Regions from separate parts of the Mus musculus genome. Here region 1 is linked to region 2. A link is a contact called in public Hi-C data. All regions are on one chromosome and are shown on one strand. The core of a region is the stretch at or near the end of the contact, and the rest is flanking DNA. Distances in the headings are between cores, read along the strand shown.

The links. A called contact is a pair of places that touch in the nucleus more often than the background predicts.
Region 1: a Hi-C map of cortical neurons shows a contact between it and region 2, with 3 times the contacts expected there. The contact joins two enhancer-like sites. A contact is called at or near these places in 6 of 484 Hi-C or Micro-C datasets (brain, cerebral cortex, cortical neurons and 1 more).

The regions. Positions count from the first base shown.
Region 1 is chr2:8,376,325-8,383,009 of GRCm38.p6, reverse strand. No RefSeq gene overlaps it. Among named protein-coding and RNA genes, the nearest start is that of Gm30904, 34 kb to the right of the region's middle. Within about 2 kb of position 2,564, at least 8 of the 459 cell types and tissues checked have an H3K27ac peak or open chromatin away from gene starts, as enhancers often do. A contact at or near this core is called in cortical neurons, where this site is marked.
Region 2 is chr2:8,022,368-8,028,376 of GRCm38.p6, reverse strand. No RefSeq gene overlaps it. Among named protein-coding and RNA genes, the nearest start is that of Gm30904, 320 kb to the left of the region's middle. Within about 2 kb of position 1,481, at least 6 of the 459 cell types and tissues checked have an H3K27ac peak or open chromatin away from gene starts, as enhancers often do. A contact at or near this core is called in cortical neurons, where this site is marked.

The DNA of each region.
Region 1 (6,685 bases), core at 1,315-3,814, 350 kb before region 2:
GTTGGTGATCATGCCTCGAAATTTATTCTTTTCCTGAATTTCTCTGCAATGCTATGATTCTGTATTTATTCTTAAGAGGGGGATGACATTGTTTCTGTTTCCAAAAAAACCATGTAAATTGGTGTGTATTAAATTACCTTCTTTAATTATATAATTTCAGATCATTGAGAGGCATATTTTTCATATGCATACACATGAGAATTTTTTCTAAACTGACTTTGTCTTGGCGTTATAATCTTTCATATAAGCAGGCATAACTTAGACTCTGAGAATGCCATCTGATTTGTTATTTTGTTTATTGTTATATTCTTTTCATTAGCATCCCTCTAACTCTTTAATTGGAAAGGCACCCAAGTCTAATTCTCCAATAATGTATTTACAAAATTCCAAAGATTTCTCGTTCCTCTCTCTGCATGTTTCATATGTGTATATGTGTTCTTTGCATTTTCTGATGGTCATTATGAAATATATTTATATTTTCTGTTCTTGGGCATGGCTGTGTAGCTTTCCATTGTGAAAGTCACTTTTGTTTTTAAGCACGTTCTTTGAGCAACTTGACAAATGTTTTTTACTCTAGAAGAATTTATACAGAAAAATTATAAAATTATTATTGTTTATATAAGTGTGTTTACCTATAACATATGTGATATATTGTCTAAATACATGTTTTGGAGCCGATTCAAACAAAAGGCGACAATGTCACAAGAAAAAGTAGACAATATTGCAAGAAGGTTAAAAAAGAAAGAAGCCATCTTTGGGGCTGTAGAAATGGCTTAGAGGTTAAAAAAACTAGCTGCACTTGTAGAGGACCCATGTTGGTTCTTAGTACAAAGTGATGAGCTAACAATAATTTCTAAGCTCAGATCCAAAAGATTTGATGTTCTTTACTAGACTCTGTTCTTTAAAGACTCTGTTCTTTACCCCCCCCCCCCACACACACACACAAACGCAGTGCACATGTATACATACAAGCAAAATACTCATACACATAGAAAATGAAAATGAATACTGACAAAAAGGAAGGAGTGAAATCTTGGGAGCCATGCATTTCTTGGTTACATTTCAAGTTTATGTCTCAGCTATAAGAGGAGAGGGAGAGAGAGATGACACAGTGATTATCGGAACATACTGTTCTTGCAAAGGACCCTAGTTCAGTTCTCAGCACTCATATATGGTATCCAGACCCACCTGTAACTTCAACTCCACAGATTTTGATGCTAAAGTAGATAGAAAATATTTAATTCAGTTAGGTGACTGTGGGAATAATTTGAATAAGAAATTGAGTAAATTAATTCATTTTCAGTGTGGTTACAAATATTTGTTTTAGAATAAAATTTTATTCCAAATTGTCTCTCATACAATGTCTTTTCTATCTCTCCCTTACCCTCTCTAGTGCTCTCTCTCTGTCTCTGTCTCTGTCTCTCTGTCTCTCTCTCTCTGTGTATGTAAGTGTATTCACATTTCTTTAGAAATGTCATGTTATAGATTTCATTTTAAATATTGTCTACAGTGAAAAAAATAAAATCATACTTAACTCTAAGTCCTAGAAAAAAAGCCCTACATTTATATACAAGAAAACCTTTTATATACAAGTAGTACATCTAAGACTCAACAACCCATCTGTTACTAGGAAACTTGTTGACTTGTCATCCAATGCAGAATAGTAACATAATATAGTTGGAATGTAGTTCTGCCTAACATGATGTCTATGTAACTTCTACCACTATTGAATGGAAGATTCCAAAGTAGGGTGATGATGCAGGTATCAGATAAGGAACAGGTTGGTTCTCTTTCTATGGTTCTAATCTCTCCAACAAAGCCAGCTGATACTTCAGTTTGAGCCACTACTTTCCCTGAAGTTTCCCATACAACACTATAAACCTTTCAGAGTTGCTTTGTTATGTTAGAAGAGGCCAGAATAAAAGAAGCCTCAGCCCCTTCTTCTTATATACATTTCCTTTCCCTTTAAAAACCAGTTGCCCTTTTTGTACTTTATTTCAAAATGTTTCCCCAGTTTAACATTTCCTGGTAACAGATGGGTTCTTGAGTCTTAGATGTACTACTTGTATATAAAGGGTTTTCTTGTATATAAATGTAGGGCTTTTTTCTAGGACTTACAGTTAAATATGATTTTATTTTTTCACTGTAGACAATATTTAAAATGAAATCTATAACATGACATTTCTAAAGAAATGTGAATACATTTACATACACATAATTGTACTGAAACATCAGTACAATTGAAAATCTATGACCAGATAAACAGAAATTTATCCAATCTGTGATTGTTCCCCATAACTCTGATTCTTTATTGCATAAGGATCAAGTTGTATGTATGAAATATAACTAAAATTGTAATTGAGTAAATCACATCTAACAATAAACAGAATAACAGAATTATAAGCAATAAGATGCATTTTGAAGGGGAAAAAGGAAAGAAAAACCTAGCCTGCTAATGTTCAGTATCATCTTAGCATTGTATCTAGGAGAGTATTGGTCATAGAAGGAAGGGCCTATGGTGTTGCAGAAGATGCACAGTCATTACCTGGGTGATGATGGACCATAGAGGGAGCTGTTGCTCAAGGCATGGCAACCCATTTAGCATTACAGTGAAATTTTCACTGAAACAGAGTACTTTTAAAGCCTCACTTCTAAAACCTAAATTTATAGCTGAAATGTGAAGTAAAATGTCAGCGAGGTTGGTATTTTTGGAAGGAAATTATAATAAAAATTATCTCTCACCTTTTTGCTGAGAAATTTTTTCATGGGAAAAAATGTCTTTTATTATTCCAAACAAAAATATCTTTAAGAAGATGGAAATAATTCTGCATTGTTTTTGCCTGACATTGTACCCACTTTCATACTGATGGGATTTATTGGAAAGAACATAATCTTTAAATTTGAATTACATATACCTGTAGCAACTATATAAATTATCTTCAAAGCACCGACTTTTAAAATCATTTCATGGTATTTGGAAATCATAAATTTATGAATTAAGTGATAGTTGGCAGAGAAAAAACATGTTGCAGTAGGTCAAAATCATGGTGATTTATGGTTCTATAATCATCATAAAAATTCATTACACATATAAGACAAAGAAACATTTGGCTGGTGACAGAAACTGAAGACAAACAGCTTTCTGAAGTAATTGAACGTATAATCTGAATGTGTGCCACCTGGTTAGTTGAGAATTAGCCAACATGAATAATAACACTTCTTAAGAATGTACCCCATCAATTAGTATTAAAATGTGAGCTGCCACATGGATTGACACATTATGTGACAAAACTTAAAATAGCTTGTAAACTAGTATTCTCATGAAAGTCCTCGCCAGTGCCCCGAGGTAAACATAAATTCTATGATTGTGGACAACAGCTAAGACATCATTATTAATAGTCTTGTATTTTCTGTTGCAATTCAGAGGAGCATCTGAGAAGTGCACACAAAGCTTCCAGAAGACATAAACTTCAACTGCGTATGCCCTAGTGTCTTGATAGTTGAGGAACTTTGGAAGCATCATTTTTTTATTTTGTTTATTTTTTATTAGGTATTTATTTCATTTACATTTCCAATGCTATCCCAAAAGTCCCCTACCCACTCACTCCCACTTCTTGGCCCTGGCGTTCCCCTGTACTGAGGCAGATAAAGTTTGCATGACCAATGGGCCTCTTTCCACTGATGGCCAACTAGGCCATCTTTTGATACATATGCAGCTAGAGACACAAGCTCTGGGGGGGTACTGGCTAGTTCATATTGTTGTTCCACCTATAGGGTTGCAGACCCCTTTAGCTCCTTGGGTACTTTCTCTAGCTCCTCCATTGGGGGCCCTGTGATCCAGCCAATAGCTGACTGTGAGCATCCACTTCTGTGTTTGCTAGGCCCCGGCTTAGTCTCACAAGAGACAACTATATCTGGGTCCTTTCAGCAAAATCTTGCTAGTGTATGCAATGGTGTCAGCATTTGGAGGCTGATTATGGGATGGATCCCGGGATATGGAAGTCTCTAAATGGTCCATCCTTTCGTCTCAGCTCCAAACTGTGTGTCTGTAACTCCTTCCATGGGTGTTTTGTTAAACTGTATTCTCGTTCTTTGCTTGTTTGTTTGTTTACTTTAGGCATGCCAGATGTGTCGTCATTGACAGTTAGCTTCCGAGTGCAAAAGCTCTGTGATGTGGGCCGCATTGTTTTGCTAATCATCTTTCCATATTAGTAGAGAAAGGGCAGCTTTATGCTCCATTTATGATGTGACATTTTGATGATTTCTCATTAAAGCTCTCTGAAGGCTGTTATGTAGTCTTGTATATATACGTGTGTGCGTGTGTATGTATGTGGGTGTAATTATTGAAGAGAATATTAAATAAGAATATATGAGACATATGAGACATGAGATAGTCTTATTAAATGAGGATATCTTACGCGCGTTCGCAACCGGCCAGGAAAGACGCAACAAGCCAGAATCTTCTGCAGCAAAGCTTTATTGCTTACTCAGGAGCAAGAGAGGAAGAGCGTGGCAGAGAGAGGCAGAGAGAAAGAGAGAGAGAGAGGCAGAGAGAGAGGCAGAGAGAGGGGCAGAGAGGGAGAGAAAGAGACGAAGAGGCGAAGAGACGAAGAGGCGAAGAGGCGAAGAGGCGAAGAGAGGGAGTGCCAGAACCCTGTGCCTTTTAAGGAGAATTATCCTCCACGTAGGACGTGTCACTCCCTGATTGGCTGCAGCCCATCGGCCCAGTTGTCATCACGAGAAAGGCAGAGCACATGGCGGGAAAACTGCCCCTGCACATGTGCAGATTATTTACTACTTAGAACACAGCTGTCAGCGCTATCTTGTAATGGTAAATGTGAGTGCGGCTCCCCACATCTCCCCCTTTCCTTTTAATAAGAGCAATAGGCCACCCATATTATTGAGAGTGGAGATAGAGGTCAAATCCCCAGTGTGCAGGTAAAGGAGCTGTACACATAACCCCCTTCCAGGCTCATCACCCAGAGGGGTCCTGGTCTGGTCCCGTGTCGTTTTTCCTGGGGAGAAGGACGCTTGGACACTCAACCTTCTTGAAAATTGACATGTCTCCCTAGAATAGGCTCATATATGCCGCAGGGCCCTTCTACTGCAGTGCTTAGCCGTGCAACTCTCTCGGGTTGCTGAAGCACACTCACTCTATCCCGTGCAATGAGACTAGCCTCGTGGGGTGCAAGAGCGGAGTGGCCAGTGACCTATTGCTTAAGCATAGATATATCAGGGGAAGCACCATGTTCTAGAGCTGCAAGTGCCTGGGCAATAACCACCTTGTCTCTCCTAGTTTGGGCCTTAAGCTTACAGACCAACCAAAGAAGCAACACTAATCCACAGCAAAGTGTATCTACAAATAATCCCACCCCCACCCATTCTTTAAAGAAGGAAAATGATGAGGAGATCCAATTGGGTAATCCTTTGGTCAGGGACAGGTCCAAGCAAGTGGAGTTGACCTGAATGATGGCAATTCCCGAAGGGTCTGTTCAAATTCAGCCGTCCAATTCTGTAACATATACTGAGAAAGACTTTTTAACAAATTAGCTGCCCTAGTAAATTTCTCATACTGAATGGAAGTAACGCACAATCCCAGAAACTTTTGTTCACATCCCAGCTGAGCTATTTGCCATAATACATCTAGTTGTTCCTGGACAAGATCTATGCGTTGATTCATTTCTGCCCATGGAGCATTTTTGAGATTGGAGGATGGCGGCCGCTAAGCCTGCATTGGTGAGAGGTCTCCCAAGCTCCCGACAAACCCTGAGCCAGTCTTGTAAACCTTTGTTCTTTCTTGGGGCTATGGCCGCTCGGCATTCCTGCGTGGCTTGCTCATAAATGAGTTGTTCTACCAGAGGTGCGGCTTGCTCTGAATCTGCGAAAATACGCTCTGCTGCCTCTGTCATTCTGGCCACAAAATCTGAGAAGGACTCCTGGGGTTTCTGGACAATCTTTGTTAGTTGTCCAGTGGCTTCACCTGCTCGAAAGAGCGCCTTCCAGGCCCTAATAGCCTTTTCATCTGATTCAGAACTACTAAGAACTGGCTCCTTGAGCTCTTCTAGTGATGAGTATAGGCTCCTTCTCCTAGAGACCTCCGCTGATTGATCTTTTTTCTTTTCTTTTTCCTTCTTCTTCCTTCCAATCTCTCCCCAGGTATTTTTCCCTGACCCAAACTTTTCCTCGGGTTCAAGACCCTTGGAAAGGCCTGTATACTTATTTTGTGCACCATATTTCCTCTTTGCTCCTACCCTCTCTCCCCGCTTTACTTCTGATAGATTGCCCTGAATTTCATCCAGAATTTTCAGCCCTGCCTTAACCACTTGATAACATGTGAAAAGGAACAAAAAGGCTCCTAACACTGGAGAAAGTTCAAGGCCAAACATACCTTGTAAAGCTATTTCCCGCTTTACTTCTGATAGACTGTCTTGAATTTCGTTAGAAAGTTCAAGGCCAGACCTACCTTGTAAAGCTATTTCCCACTTCTGATAGACTGTCTTGAATTTCGTTAGAAAGTTCAAGGCCAGACCTACCTTGTAAAGCTATTTCCCACTTTACTTCTGATAGACTGTCTTGAATTTCATTAGAAAGTTCAAGGCCAGACCTACCTTGTAAAGCTGTACTTACGGGTACCCCTGTTCCCCAGCTGAAGAGTTCTGAATCCATGCTGGATCCTTCTCAACAG
Region 2 (6,009 bases), core at 232-2,731:
ACTGAAAGCTCTAGATTTAGGCCCCAGTAACACACATAGAAAGTCTGATATGGTGGTGTCTTAGTTAGGATTTCATTACTGTGAACAGACACCATGACCCAGGCAGCTCTTACAAAGGCAAACATTTAATTGTGGCTGGCTTAACAGTGTCAGAGAGTCATTCCATTATCACCACGGCAGAAAGCATGGCAGCACACAGGTAGTCATGGTGTCTGTTCACAGTAGATATAAAGTGCACAGCAATGGTCTTTTTTTGTCACTTTTTGTGTCTGTGTGTACCTATGAGCATGTATGTGTATGTTCACATAGGATGGGTACACACATATGAAGGCTCAAAGATTGATTTGGGTGTATTCTGTATTCTTGAGATTATCTTTTTTGAAACATGGTCTCAGTGGCCTGGAACTTTCTGAGTAGGTTAGATGAGTTGAATACCAAGTACCAGGGATCTATGTGTCTCTGCCTCCCCAGTACTAGATTTCAAATGCACTGCATTACACATGTGAGTTCTCACATAACTCAGTCCTCCTGCTTGTTGGCTCAGAAGTTTATTATGTTATTTCCTAACCCTTTTATCTGTTACATTATGGACTTTTTCTATACTGGTAAGCTGCCCAGTTCCTTGTCAGCACACACTCCAAGTGCTAAGATGCAGACAGTGCTACAACATGGTTAATTAAAGGCATTTTTTTCAGTTTCAGATAAAATTGCAATTGCTAGGCAGCCAGTGGTAAGCCATGTATAACTTTGTCATGTACCCATGTCAGTAAAACCTGAGCATCTTGATTAATGACTGTAGGGTCACTGCTGTACAGTGTCAAAATTCTTTGAATTCTTCTCTAAATTCAAAACCTATCCCTGCTGACTGTTAGGAGCAGAAACCGGGGATTATGCTAATTTGGATTATTAATTAGCTGTTCTATTTCCCCAGAATGCAAGGGATGACATCTATACCAACACGCCTGTCTATCCCTCCAATAGCAAGAAGAGACAGAAGAAAAGCTGCTTCCAATGCTAAAGTTAGGATACTGCAAAGGGCTCTGGAAAACAGGGCTAGGTCGTGGGAATTTCTTAGCGCATCCATGATTGTTCAGAACACTGATGATGGGGGTTCTGTATGCAGATGAAGTCTCGGAGGCGTGGCCAGTATTCAGCATTCTACCTCTAACAGTGCTGCCTTCTTTTCACTGCTTAGTTAGAAGTATCCACAATATTTATAACATCCTTCCTCCTGTCTGGGGATTTTATTATAAGACAACAGGGACTGGAAAAACTATGGTCATGTAAAAACAGTTAACACAAGACCTTTTCATTCATGTAGTTTTTCATGTGTTCTGTATATGCATGTGTGTGTGTGCATGTGTGTATGTGCATGTGTGTGTGTGTGTGTGTGTACTCATATTTGCTCACGTGTGCACATACCTGTGGAGGCTGACGTTAATACTAGGCATCTTCTTGGATCGTGCTCCACTTTATACTCAGGCACAATCTCATCCGGAACCCGGTTGCCTAGGTAACCAGACATCTTCTGTCTTTGCTTCTTCAGTGAAATTATAGGTAGCCACCACAACTACATAGCTGTTAAGTGGGTTCTAGAGTTCCGAAGCTCAGTCTTCCTGCATGGCGAAACCTCTATCCACCGTGTCGTCTCCATAATCCTCATGACCAAGTTTACAACCTGCCTCAGTATTTAAGAGTGTGGGAGCACCTGGAACTTTGACGACCACAGTTCTATGATGCTATAATTCATGAGCTTTGGCCCTATATAATTTTCATTATCTTTGCCTCGGCATAGGAAGATTTTTGTAAACAGAAGCTTTACTCATTCAAATAATGCCAATTTCCCCAAAGTTGTCTCTGTATTTCAGAGTGTCTCATAAGTTTGGCAGACTGTACTGTTATACTGAGGCCATTGCTATAGTAGCATTGTTCTGTTTTATGTGTTCGATCCTATTTTCAGATTTTATTTTTATTTCAAAGTTCACCACCAAATGAATGCTCAGAAGACATTGATATCAGGTACTTTAAACATGAAAACACTAACAGGCTATTACGTAGCACATTAATACCACAGATTTCGCACAAAATTTCTGGTGAAAATAAAAATGTCATCATTTTTTGACAACATATGTTACTAACCTCAGTATTTCTATTTACCAATCAATGCAGCTTGAACTTGTCATTGCAATCTGAAACCAACCTGAAAGTTAGGAAAAATCTTACTTTTCCACAATGGTAATCACACTGAAAAGGTGTCCATAATGATAATAATTTGCATAATTTACATCATATTGTAATACATTTTTATAATTCAAAATGTTCATATTTAATGCTGATAATATACCCTATCCTAAGGTCATAGGGAATTTTTACTAATTCTCTAAGTAGAAAATATGCATAATTTATTTAACCATTTTCCTAAAATGTTAAGAATTTTGAAATCCAGCAACAATGGCTCCAAATCCTGATTATGCTGCTCAGGTTGGTAATAGTACCTGAGCTAACACAGACTCAGTCTCTTATAACTTCACTGTCACCATGTGTCATATGAGACATGTGTTAATATGATTAAAGGGAATGGTGGGAATGGAAAGAAACCTAAAACTCTAATGCTGTCCTTGGCCCACAAATCTATTCTCTTCCTTGAGTCTCACTTCTAACTCATGCACACCTGTCTTCCTTTAGTGACATTATCCAAGCTTGGCAAACAAGATTCTGCTTCCCCATTTTTAGGGGGTGGTCCTTTTTTTATATTGAGCCCACTATAGGTACTTCATTCAGTCTGTTATTTAAGCACATTTATTCTACTGATGTGTACTGACACCATTTAGAACTGGACAAAATGCTTTCGCCTCTGGCCATGATCTCTGAAGCCTCCTAGACTTCTTACCATTCTTCTTTCAGCAATTTATGTCTGAATTACTTAGGGTTTTACTGAACAGACACTATGACCAAGGCAACTCTTAAAACGACAACATTTAATTGGGCCGGCTTACAGGTTCAGAGATTCAGTCTATTATCATCAAGGCAGGAACATGGCAGCATCCAGGCAGGTATGGGACAGGAGAAGGTGAGAGTTCTACATCTACATTTTTTTTATTAGATATTTTCTTTATTTACATTTCAAATGCTATCCTGAAAGTTCCTTATACCCTCCTCCCGCCCTGCTCCCCTACCCACTCCCACTTCTTGGCCCTGGAGTTCCCCTGTACTGGGGCATATAAAGTTTGCAAGGCCAAGGGGCCTCTCTTCCCAATGATGGCCGACTAGGCCATCTTCTGCTACATATGTAGCTAAAGACAAAAGCTCTGGGGGTACCGGTTAGTTCATATTGTTGTTCCACCTATAGGGTTGCAGACCCCTTCAGCTCCTTGGGTACTTTCTCTAGCTCCTCCATTGGGGGCCCTGTGTTCCACCCAATTGCTGACTGTGAGCATCCACTTCTGTGTTTGCCAGACACTGGCATAGCCTCACAAGAGACAGCTATATCAGTGTCCTTTCAGCAAAATCTTGATGGCATATGTAATAGTGTCTGCATTTAGTGGATGATTATGGGATGGACTCGTGGGTGGGGTAGTCTCTGGATGGTCCATCCTTTTGTCATAGCTCCAAACTTTGTCTCTGTAACTCCTTCCATGGGTATTTTGTTCCTTATTCTAAGGAGGAATGAAGTATCCACACATTGGTCTTCCTTCTTACCGGAAGATCCAGCAATACCCAGAAGATGTTCCAACAGTTACTAAGGACACATGCTCCACTATATTCATAGCAGCCTTATTTATAATAGCCAGAAGCTGGATAGAACCCAGATGTCCCTCAACAGAGGAATGGATACAGAAAATGTGGTACATTTACACAATGGAGTACTACTCAGCTGTTAAAAACAATGAATTTATGAAATTCTTGGGCAAATGGATGTATCTGGAGGATATCATCCTGTGTGAGGTAACACAATCACAAAAGAAGTCACTTGATACGTACTCACTGATAAGTGGATATTAGCCCAGAAACTTAGAACACCCAAGATACAATTTGCAAAACACAAGAAAATCAAGAAGAGGGAAGACCAAGGTGTGGATACTTCTACATCTTCATCTTAAAGCTACTAGAATACTGGCTTCAAGACAGGTAGGAATAGGGTATTAAAGCTCACATCCACAGTGACGGCCACACCTCCTCCAACAAGGCCACACCTCCTCCAACAAGGCCACACCTCCTAACAGTGCCACTCCCTGGCCTAAGCATATACAAACTATTACAATGCCCAAACATTTAATAGGAACTATGCAAAGGTGCTAGTTCTGTCTTTATTTCCTCCCAAGTAGAAATGGATCTGACGAACTACACTTGCGAATATCACATCTATGCATTTCTCCTCTTGTTTTCTGTAGTTGCTGTCTTAATCCAGACAGAGAACTTAGCTTCACTAGCTACCACCTTGACACCACAACAGCCCATCCACAGACACGTTAAGAATATTCTAATCAAGCTGAACTTTGTACGAAGCAAATATAGCTATGTTTTGTTCCTCCTTGGCTTTAATTAATTTATAAATAATGTTTGTATTTCTTTATTCCGTGTATGTGTGTGTGTGTGTATGTGTGTGCATCACATTGTTTATGTAGAGGCTCTAGGAAAATTTTGGGGAGTCTGTTTCCTGTTCCAAATTCACAATTTGTTTTTGAGGCAGTCTCTCTTATTATAGCTGTCGCTACCCTGGGTACTTTGAACTAGATGTATTGGGATCTGCAGCCTGGTTATTCTGTCTCCACATTCCTTCTCTGTGTGAGATTACAGATTCACAACACTACCCACAACATTGATGTGGTGTCTGGTTTCCGGAGATGGAGTACACTGCCATGCTTGCCCAGTAAGAACTTCTTACCTACTGAGCTATTCTCTAAGACTTTAGTTCACGTTTAAATATATTCATTGTTGGGTTAGAACTGCATTTCCTGTGCCACTTATTCCAACTCCACACCGTATTTTGTTCATGTGTTTTGCTTTGCTTAGAAAATGAATTCTCCCTGCTTGGGCTTTGTAATTTTAATATGCATTTAAAGTTAGCTCAGATTCTCTAAAGAAACCTTGTGGGTACTCCCAAGGCTGAATTCTGCTCTTTGAAAAAGAGAAGAAAGGAAGGAAGAAAGGAAGGGAGGGAGGGAGGGAGGGAGGGAGGGAGGGAGGGAGGGAGAGAGGGAGGAAGGAAGGAAGGAAGGAAGGAAGGAAGGAAGGAAGGAAGGAAGGAAGGAAGGAAGGAAGGACTTACTGTGAAGAACAAGAACATTTTGAAGGAAGCATCTGCTCCTGAAGCAATTTTAATTTCTCAAGCTCTTTCACACTGTAGGGACTGTGACTTGAAAGAAGAGATGATGGCAGAATGAATGAATGAACTTGGTACCCTTCTATCATGGCCTTAGCAAACTAGTACACACGTTATCATCTGTCTTTCGTTATTGCTTAGGGGCTGCTAGGTATTCCAATAGTAATGAGTCTGGCCCCTGTCCATTCTTTCATTAAAATAAACACAGGCTTCCAGCCAAACCTGACTTTAATCTTTAAAATCTCTGCCTTCAGACTAAACTTTTGCCCTCTCTCCAAGCCAGAAAAAAACTTCAATCATCTTGCTTTTATTTTGAGGAAGGATCGTTTCTCATATGTAAAGATTTCCAAAGTGCAAGGATCTTATTAAAAATTAGGTCATAGACTTAAATGGGAATTTACTAAAAAAGAAATCCCTGGATGCTGTTATCCCATTTTTGCAATCAGAAATTAGTTCTGTTGGATGCATAGCAGACTGATACCTGTTCTGTGTCTAATGATCTGAAGGGACACTAAGGGTAAAGCGTGTTAGTTTGTGTGCCACATACATCTAATGAGGAAAAGCTGCACACACCCAAACCACACATCCCGTCACTTCAGATTAATTTAAACTCTATTCAAACTGCACAAAAATCCTGCCTTCACGGAAACATTTTCACATCTGAAGTCAAAGCTATTTCTTGCAAG